Linked DNA regions of Mus musculus: all the other regions are linked to region 3. A link is a contact called in public HiChIP or PLAC-seq data. All regions are on one chromosome and are shown on one strand. The core of a region is the stretch at or near the end of the contact, and the rest is flanking DNA. Distances in the headings are between cores, read along the strand shown. Region 1 overlaps Capn8 (calpain 8). Region 2 has its middle 23 kb from the start of Fam177b. Region 3 overlaps Tlr5 (toll-like receptor 5).

Region 1 (3,208 bases), core at 391-2,890, 370 kb after region 3:
TGCCGAGAAGGAACATGGAGTCTCTCCCAGTAGCATCCCAGTAGCTGACAGAGATGACCCAGTGAATTTTTGACAAAGAAAAACATGTCAGCAAATGACCAAAGGAGTTCATGGGTCACGTTCTGACCCTTGGAGAGTGAATAAGCCTGCCTAACGTGTGTTCTCACCTGACGACCCAAGGTCTGGGCTGAAGTGAACGGGGCCATGCATTAAACCTCATGACTCTCATACATGACACCCGCATCACACCAAGAGGCTTGGCTACTCAAAGCTCCGTGACAGGTGAGATGGGCACAGTCCCCAGGAAAGGGGCAGAATGACTGCTCTGCAGTGTCTCTGAAGCAGGTGACTTCTCAGGGAAACCAGAGATGCTTGCTGCTCAGCCATTATGGCAGGTATGACCATGACTCCCTTCTGATGTGAACATTCTCACAGTCTTTAAGCTGCTGCAACACCACACCCTGAGTGCTTCCTGGACATTACACGAAGACATGCCAGAAGGCATCCCTCAGTGGCTAACATCCACTTGCCCAGCCAAGGATGAGTTTAATGTTTCTTTCTCTCTTTCGTTCCTGACATTTTTCAGGGCCCACTCAGCTGCTGCAGTAAGCACAATGGGATCCAAAGAAAGCCATAGGTATAGACATTTGGATCCCTGCCAAATACTACATGACGTTCGAGTGACTCCTCCTGACAAGGAGGCTTTTTCTGAAGTGCCCAAACAAATGTGCTTCCTTTCAAAAGCTTTCTTGGAATGACAGGCATTTACTCTTCTGCTTAAAACACCTTGGACACTTGTTTGAGGGGCCTACCTCAAAGCCGAGGCACCTAGATCTCTGAGGATAGTCCTGATTTCCAAAAGCAGTCACAAAGCTTTGGAATTTACCCTGGCAAATCTGTTGGTAAGTGAGGTAGACAAGAAAGCCTCAGAAAGTGTCCACAGACAGGTCTCTTCTCTTCAGCCACCTCCTGGCTAGTGACCTCAGGTTAGCATTCCTAAGAGCTTAAGTTTGAAGTGGGAATTTGATAGTAGCGCCTGCTTTCCTAATGAAGCATGGCAGATTTTCTGCCTACTGCTCTTCCCCTGTCTCCTTACCTAGGAAGTCTGACTTATGCCTGGAGATCCATAGGCATCTCAGAAACCCAGGGCTACAGAGTGGGATGGAAGTCTAGACACTCGGGAAAACAGAGCAGGAGCCCAGTGTGTGTCTGGATTTCTAAGAACTAGCCCAGGGCCACCCACCTCCAGACTCCTGTCACAACGAACTATGAGTTCCTCATCTCCTCTTGTTTAGGCAGAGGTTAATGGTTCTTTCAGCCAACGTTTTCCTGAGATAATAACAAAGTGATTAGAATGCCACTGTAAAATGGTTCTAAAAGAAACTCTACTAAAGGAGCTCTTTAAAATATCAGAAGTAGGGATACTTGAAATACACACATTATTCTATATGCTGATTGAACTGGCTGTGCGCTGGGGACACTGGCTGGGTTGTCTGTCTGACCTCCACAGAGAATCATGGAGTATGGAATTACAGAGATTAGCATTTGCATATGAATCTCTCGATCAACTGACACACAGAAGAGGAGCGTGCTGAGAAAGCCCAAGCACTCCTCAGCACCAGCAAGCATAGATGTGCTTCCAGAGACAGGAGGGATCGCTCTTGTGAGGGCCATCTGCTTGGCCACGTGACACAGTCTAGAATCGCCTGGAAAGAGAGTCTCAGTGAGGAGCTGTCTAGATTTGGTTGGTCTTTAGGCCTGCCTTTCCCACTAGCGTCTCTGTTTGGTAAGAGAGTGGGCATCTGAAGAAGCTTGGGAGGGAGTGGGTCTTACCAGAAGCACAGAGGGATAGGGATATGAAAACACTTACGGGGCAAGCCCATCCGCGAGTGGGAGCCAGACTTTGGACTCAAACAGCCTTGTTCTCATCATGGATTAGGAATAACTTGTCTTTAAGATAAAGTTCTCCTGGCTGCAGAGATGGCTCAAAGGCTTGGAGTACTCACTGTTCTTCCAGAGGATGAGATCGGTTCCTAGCACCCACCCAGTGCCTCACAGCCATCTATAACCCTAGTACCAGTGAATCCGATGCCTTCGTTTGGCCTCAGTGGGCTCCTGCACCCATGTGATGCACATAAATCCATGCAAGCACACACACACAAAAACATTTTTTAAGACAAACTTCTCATGTTCAAAACACGATACCTACCCAAGTACGATGCTTTTCAAGGGAGACTGACTGAAGATAATGAGTCAACAGAGAGGGATACTGGTTGTTGGCGGCTCTGCATCTCATGAAGAGTGTGAAATGCTACTCAAGGCTGGGGCTGCATCTTTGAAAACGCCAGAGGGAAAGAGGTTCCCATAGCCTTTACAGGTTGACTTTAGTGAGGGGGTACAGTTCCCTTAGTGGGAATATAGCATAAAATGTAGGTATGACTCCTGTCTCTGCTATTTACTAGCTGTGTGGACCCAAGAAGAGGCAGCACCTTCCCGAGCCTCGGCTCATCATCTAGGCACTGGCAGTGTTACAGAGTGATCCCCCACTGGAATGGGTACTAACTGATCACATGGGATCTGTAACAGCTAGAACACAGAATGTGGCCATTAAATTACAGCTCAGCAAATTACAGTTCCTCGTGGGAAAGAAAGACTGAGAAGTAACTGCTAGGGCCAGGGCAAGAGGCAAAACTATCCCAGTGTGGCATCCAGGCAACCAAAAGAAGGGGGGCATGAAGTAGACAGGTTAGTAGCAGGGCAGATATCGCACACGGATTTGAGATGATAATGACTGAACCCTGACCACTGCGTTTAGCAATGTGGAGACAGTAGCAGCAACACCTGCCGTTTTATTCCTGTTCTGTATATCCAGCTGCTCGGGAGGTTGAGGCAAAAGGATCAGTAGCTGGAGACTAACTTGGACAATAGAGCAAGAGCCTGACTCAAAACACAAAGAAGCAAGTGATAAATGAAAAAAAAAAAAAAAAAAACCTTCAGCCTGCAGATGTCAAGAGCCATTGCTACAAGAACTCGGGCTTCGGGGAATTTCTCAAGCACTAGGTAGAAAGAGATGCTTCCGGACTGCAGGGAGATGAGAAGGGGGAGAAGGCAAACTCTGGAAGCCAGCAGGAGGGCCTTCCTCACCTTGGGAAGTGCAACGACTGGAGGAGAGACAACTTTAGAAGCCCAGACACTCTGAACAGGAGGC
Region 2 (3,121 bases), core at 100-2,599, 290 kb before region 3:
TTGGTTTATTCAACACAAGGGATAGTGAACTGATTGGGCTTAACCATTCTGAAGATCCTTCAGTCCTGTCTGGATGACTCCAGAGCAAGGAAACAAATACACCCATGTACAGAGAAGCCAATACTATGACAAAGGAAAAAGCTTTGTTGAAAAATTAGCTAACCAGGAAATGGGAGGCAGGTTCACTCTGATTGGCTAGTGAGTGGGGTTTCCAGGGCTTTTGAGAGTCAATGAGTCCAGCAATATCTTGGGTTTTGCTGGTATCCTTCAAGGCTTTTACTGTTCTAGTCCTTTGCTGTAATATTGGTCAGCACTTTTCAATTAGCTCCCTGCTCTGAGCATAGAACTCCATTGTTCGGAGACTTTTATTTGATCCAGCTCAGGATCATCCTAAGATCAGACTTGGAGGTGCCTCGCAGGATCTGCTGTGCAACACTTTGAAAAGGGGAGACTTATTTTAACATGTACAGAAGAAGGAGGAGGAACTTAGTGCCATTTTGATTGAGGCACATTAGAGGGAACGGACAGTAGAGGACTTAACAGGCCGGTGGCTGGGCAGGAACTTATATTAACTGTGTGCATCAGCCAGGGATGATACAAGCTAGGATCCTGCCTTCCCATGGAGTTTTGGAGGAGGCCATCTTATTCTACAAATGACTATATTCTCCAGAATGTCTCTCGGTCCCTGAGGGAGGCTTCCCAGTTACAAGATACATAGTAACACTTGTAAACCCTTTAAGTAAAAGACCTGTAAAGCAGGGGCTAAAGGATTTCTTTTTCTTTCTTTTTTTTTAAAGATTTATTTATTTTATGTATGTGAGTACACAGTTGCTCTCTTCAGACACACCAGAAGAGGGCATCAGATCTCATTCCTGATGGCTATGAGCCACCGTGTGGTTGCTGGGAATTGAACTCAGGACCTCTAGAAGAGCAGTCAGTGTTCTTAACCGCTGAGCCATCTCACCAGCCCCAACAAGGATTTCTTATGAGCCAGGCAGTCACTAACCTAAGCACTTCCCCCTCCCCCAATTTCTTAGTTGCCTCAGTCAAGCTGTAGGTCCTGAAGAAGTCCCGGTGTGTGTCTACCCTCGGTCTCTCCCATCCACCCTGAGCCACCCTCCTCAGAGTGGCCAGCAGCTCCTGCCCAGGTGTTAAGCATTTTTTCATTTGAGATCTTTCATCTTTCTTAAAACCCAACATGAAAAGGCATCTGCCCTTTGATCAAGCCTCCAAGGCCTCTCCCTTCCAGCCCTGACCCGATTAAGGCTGCAGAACAAGCCTGCACTAAGCACCCCTGCAAAGCCCGGTGCACTCACTTTAGTATTATTTACCTTAACCTTCTTGAAGCGTGCCAGAAAGACACAGAAGTCCCCAGCGCTCAAGGCTGGGAAGATGCGGCAGGATGATAAATAAGTCTAGATGATGATTTCAATGGATGGTAATTTCTCGCTTCCACGGAGACTCTACAAACACAGCTGTCAGAAGTGCATTGTGTAAATCAGATGCTAATTAAATTAAATTCCCACCAGAATCAAGGCAGCAAAGTATTTTGTCTTGTTTTCCTACAAACTGGGCCTCAATCAAGACAGCTGGGGCACCGGCATTTCAGGTACCTGGAAGTAGCAGCTGTGGCGGCGATGTGAGAAGATTGCTTTCATAATTAAGTTGCCGTCAGGAAGAGGGAAGTAGATGCCATTCCTTATGTGATCAGTGACGCTAAAGATGCCAAAAAGATGGTGGCATTTGAGCCGGACTGGGGGAGAGAACTGGGTTCTGATGACAGTTTTAGCGAAACCATTTTACAGCTCGAAGCTACTCTCCCTTGCTTCTCTCCCTCCCCTTCCTTATCCCTTCCACGTGATATTGTTGAAGGCTATCTACTGTCAGGTGACATGTTGGTTCCTGGAATCCAAGAGGGTCTGAAGGTACTCTTCATCCTTTGGTCTTTTTGATGAATCAGGAAGTGGGACTTCAAGATCTTAGCACCTTTTGTGATTCAGGGTCAGGGCATTCCAAGGGTGAGCTTTGATTTCTGGGCCATCGGTTCCACTTCTCAGTCCTCAGCCCTACCTCTCTATTGAAGGAGTCTAATGCACATTCCTACCCCAGGCATCCGTTCTGAGAGAGAGGCTAGAAGTAAAGAACATACAAAGGAGAAAGGACTTGGAAGAGTCCATAGACACAGATGTGACACAGACCTAGGCAAATGCCACCTAAACCATGCAGAGCACACAGTCAGCCTAAACCATGCAGAGCACACAGTCAGTCAGCAGCCTGGGTAAGGAAATCATTCAGTGTAGGTTTTAAATTTGTTTATTCACTCCTTTTTAGAAAGCACATTTATTCTACTGAGGGGATCGCTTGGTATGGTGCTGATGTTGATGTCAAAAGACAGGTTTGCAAGTGTCAGTTTTCTTCCACTGTGTGGGTCCCAGGTATCAAACTTAGATCCTCAGACTTGGTGGCAAGTAACCTTACTTGTCAAGTCATTTTGCCAGTTCCGTTTGATCATTCTTGAAATGTTTACTAAATACTTATCTTGTACCAGGCTCTATGCTGTGAAGGCGCTTCTAGTTCACTGGAGAGGCAAATATTAAAAAATCAACTATAACAAAATGCAGCTGGGTTGATTATGGAATCACTGAAACAGGATGCAAGGCAAGGAGGTTTCCTCTAAAAACAAACAAACTCAAATTGTAAGTATTGAGAGTACTCTGGGGCTAGGGAGACGGCTTAGTAGGGAAATACACTTGCTGCCAACATTGACGACCAGAGTGGAATTCCCTGGACCCACGTATAGAAGGAGAGGACCAACTCCTGCAAGTGTTCTCCGACCTCATATGTGCACACACGCACACACACTAATACTTACAAATAGATGTTTTGACTTTAAAGTGTTCTGTCTCCTCTGCTCTTTTCACGGTCTCTAGAGTTGTTCAGCGCACATCACTCACCATCAGTGTTCTAACGCTCTAAATCCAAGAGGCAGGTAACTCTGTGTGTGTGTGTGTGTGTGTGTGTGTGTGTGTGGCGTTTACTTTGTACAAGATAGGTCTTAACAGAATGTAGAAATACTTCCCACAAATACAGTCTGATACCAATAATTGGTTACAAAATACAC
Region 3 (3,309 bases), core at 552-3,051:
TACCCTGTCTCTGTACTCCAAGGAACCAAGAATTTGCTGACTCAGGGCCTTGTGAGTTTCTCAGGGTGGGGTTGAGTGGGGTGGGGAACGGAAGGAGTAAGGGAAGACCCCCACAGGGTTTGGCATTCCTAAGCCGCAGGGCTAAGTGAATGATGAAGGCAGGGTTAGGAGCCTGGGTGTAAAGTACGGGCCACAAATATGCAAGGGAGTGGCTTCAAGGTTGAAGAACTGACTTGGTTAGCATCAGATCATCTTGAAGATGATTAAACAGGTCCCTAGTGAGGTCGGGCCTTTGAGTAAGATCTCATACTTGGTAAATTGTAGAGCAGGAACTTGAATCCACCTGCAAGCACAGCTGTCAGGTTGCCATTGTGATCTTTAAATACAACCAGATCTTAAAATTCTGGCGGACATATGCAGAGCCTCAAAGGATGCTGTGCACAGGGGACTCCCTGGAACTGGGGGTGCTGATCCATCTCATTTGGGGAAACCCGACAGCACGAGCTTTTAACAACTAAGAATAATTGTCTATGTGTGCGTGCTTCACGTGGAAGCCGGAGGGTCACTTCAGGTATCATTCCATTCCTCTTCTACCTTATTTGAGACAGAGAGTCTTCACTGTTTGCCACTCTGGACCCCGAGATAGCTGGCGCCCACGTTTCAGAGGAGTCTCGTGTCTCTTCCATCTCAATGAGATTGCTGATTGTGCGTTACAGGTTCTGGGTTTTGAACTCAGGTCCTCACACTCGGGCAGTGAGTGCTTTCCCCCACTGCATTTCTAGCATGCACCCAGGTGATGGGGCTGACCCGCTGACCACGTTCTAATGGGCACAACTCCTGCTTTTATACTCATGGTTGTGAGGCACAAACTCGTTCTCCCGTGAATGCCTTATGGCCATACTAATGCATTCACTCCAAATCCTCTCACCTCTCGCTGGAGATTTCTCGCGAGGGAGAGCTGGAAGAGCCCCCATGGTTTAATCTGAGCTAAGGAAGCCAGAGAGCTTGGGATCGAGTTTCTCAGGTCCTGCTGGTGTCCTCCTGGTCACCAGCAGGGGGCGCACGCTGGGCAGAGACCAGAGGAGGAGTCCTCCGCCATTCGCAGGAAAGCTAGACTGGGCTCCGCTGGGAAGCACCGATTGCCTGCCTAATGGGGTGCGTTTCCAAATTTAGATGACGACCAAACTAGTGGCTCAATTCGATCCTAGTTCCACATTTAACAGGTGCGTGAGCTTGGGTAAGCGCTGGAGTTCTTTGAGTTTCAGTTTAATCATCTATAAAATAGCATGGATAATCGTTTCCACTTCCGTACTCCAGCCGCACTGGGACCCAAACCTGTGTGTAATCCTCCAGCTTTGCTTTGCTTACTTAAGTAGACAGCCAACATTCATGTACCAACGCCTCACCAGCAAGGCACACCCTTAGAAGCCACTGAAGGGGAAAGCAGAGAGAAGGAACAGGTTCTCGAATGGGAGGGTATTTCCTTTACCATCCATGAGAAATAACATAACAATGAGCCCTGTAGGCAATGGTCCCTGGCACCCCCAAACAACAAACAAAACGATACTCTGTAAAAACAGTATCAGCATCCCAATGGTTTAGGCTCCGAATGGTCTCCTCCTGACTGCTTATTATAGACTCATTAGAGCACTTTTTACAACAGCTGATCAAAATAAAATAATCTCAACTGGATGATTATGCAAAACTAGCGGCTGGCGAGGCGCACTTAAATCCCTCGGGGACAGGGAGCTCACAGAGCAGTCGAACACTCCGATCTGTCTGTCGCCAGGTTTAGGCTACGGTGCTCTCAATTAGAAAATTAACACCGCAGGCTCTGACAGCCTCCCGGAATGCAGCTCAGCTAAACCTTGAGTATCGGCGGCGGACAAAGTAAACTGCCAGGAGAGCTGGGCAGCAGCCAGGTCGGGGATAGGGGGGTGTGGGGGAGGGGGAGGCGGGGAGCTGGAGCAGAGCGAACTGGGAAGTCCAAGGAAGCCTTGAAGCAAGTAATGACACAGGCAATCGATTTGCTAAGAGCAGCAGAAGTCCTTTGTAGAGTGATGTAAATTGGAAGCCACTGGGATTGGGGTCTGTGTGAACAGGGAACAGAAACCCTACTAAGCCCTGCGAGGATCTGTAGTCTCTATTTGAAATAGAGATAGCTTCTTAGGCCCATAACACCAAGTTAGCTCTGTGGTTGGCACAGACACTCCTGGTCCACGCTGAGCCCCAAAGTTGGGAGAAGACAGGCCCAAGAATCCAGGTGCAGAGGAGGAAAGACCCTAACCCTGATTTCATTGGAAGACAGGCAAGGGCTGGGTGAAGGGACCCAATCAGAAGCCCGTAGTCCCCACCCCTCCCACCCCCTGGGAGGTTTATGCATGTGGAGTTTGCTGGGCAGGGCAATGGAGGTGTGTGTGTGTCCCATTCTAAACTGGGTTCAGAGAGTCAGTACGAGTGACTAGGCTCTTGTCTGCTGGTGACAATTACCTCCATGGTATGTGAGGTCACAGCCAGCAGTGCTGTGTTTGAATCCCCCTGCTGCTGCTAACTGGGCATTCTGGACAAGTTTTGGTTTTCTTGTCCTCAGTTTCTGCAATTCAGGACACAGCCATCCAGGGCTGACAGTGGTGTTAAGGTGTGTGTTCAAACTGTCGCTCCGTCTGTACAAGTGGCAACCTTGAACTGAAAGTGTGTCCCCATGCCTGCAAACTCTAAAGTTACCCAAGGGAACCTGATAGCACCCCGACCACAGCTGATCCTCTCCAAGCAGAATATCCATCTCCACGTGAAAGCTGGTTGCAGGGGATCTTAAAAACAGCGGAAAATAATGTCCTTGGTGATGGAACTGGGGTCACACGGATGGATCCTGGCTTTAAGCAACACTTACTCTCAGAGCGTGTAGGTTGGTAACAGGAGGCCAGAATACTCGCTGTTCCCTTCCTCCTATCTCCACCTTGCCTCACCACACCACCTCTCACACAGTTTCTCCAGCCACTGCCCTCTGGCATGTGACAGAACCATACCCAGAAGTAGCTTGCAGCTCCGAAGAAGGGCCTCTAAGGTGAGGACACGGACTCTTTGTTGAGAAATTCAGGGAGAAGACAGCTTGGCAGTAGATACAGAGAGAGGGCCGAAGAAGAGAGGCTTTGGTTTGGACCTAGGAACTTTAGTTTTGTACCATGAAGTAGCAGAGTGCTAAAGCCACTAGAACAGAAAGGGGCTGTCAGGGAGACCGAGCCTAAGGGCTCTCCCGTAGGGGTAACCGGAGTGATCAGATGACTGAGCAGGACATACCGATTATCCTTG

The links. HiChIP or PLAC-seq counts read pairs in DNA pulled down with a chosen protein or histone mark.
Region 1: an H3K4me3 HiChIP or PLAC-seq map of embryonic basal ganglia shows a contact between it and region 3, with 4 times the contacts expected there. The contact joins two enhancer-like sites. A contact is called at or near these places in 4 of 39 promoter capture datasets (the C10 cell line, embryonic stem cells, liver and 1 more), 1 of 484 Hi-C or Micro-C datasets (bone marrow-derived macrophages), 13 of 115 datasets of contacts at active chromatin or transcription factors (bone marrow-derived macrophages, craniofacial prominence, embryonic basal ganglia and 7 more) and 3 of 9 other capture datasets (adipose tissue, embryonic stem cells and liver).
Region 2: a contact with region 3 is called in an H3K4me3 HiChIP or PLAC-seq map of embryonic basal ganglia, with 3 times the contacts expected there. The contact joins two enhancer-like sites. A contact is called at or near these places in 3 of 39 promoter capture datasets (embryonic stem cells and neural stem cells), 3 of 15 datasets of contacts at CTCF or cohesin (CD8 T cells and the NIH/3T3 cell line), 3 of 484 Hi-C or Micro-C datasets (bone marrow-derived macrophages, embryonic fibroblasts and nephron progenitors), 16 of 115 datasets of contacts at active chromatin or transcription factors (acute myeloid leukemia, bone marrow-derived macrophages, embryonic basal ganglia and 7 more) and 3 of 9 other capture datasets (adipose tissue, liver and pancreatic islet).

What each region holds. Positions count from the first base shown.
Region 1 is chr1:182,590,118-182,593,325 of GRCm38.p6, reverse strand. The region is part of intron 2 of Capn8 (calpain 8); the gene reads right to left. Among named protein-coding and RNA genes, the nearest start is that of Capn8, 27 kb to the right of the region's middle. Within about 2 kb of position 1,640, at least 8 of the 459 cell types and tissues checked have an H3K27ac peak or open chromatin away from gene starts, as enhancers often do. A contact at or near this core is called in embryonic basal ganglia, where this site is marked.
Region 2 is chr1:183,251,154-183,254,274 of GRCm38.p6, reverse strand. No RefSeq gene overlaps it. Among named protein-coding and RNA genes, the nearest start is that of Fam177b, 23 kb to the left of the region's middle. Within about 2 kb of position 1,349, at least 10 of the 459 cell types and tissues checked have an H3K27ac peak or open chromatin away from gene starts, as enhancers often do. A contact at or near this core is called in embryonic basal ganglia, where this site is marked.
Region 3 is chr1:182,958,058-182,961,366 of GRCm38.p6, reverse strand. The region is part of intron 1 of Tlr5 (toll-like receptor 5); the gene reads right to left. Among named protein-coding and RNA genes, the nearest start is that of Tlr5, 4.9 kb to the right of the region's middle. Within about 2 kb of position 1,801, at least 91 of the 459 cell types and tissues checked have an H3K27ac peak or open chromatin away from gene starts, as enhancers often do. A contact at or near this core is called in embryonic basal ganglia, where this site is marked.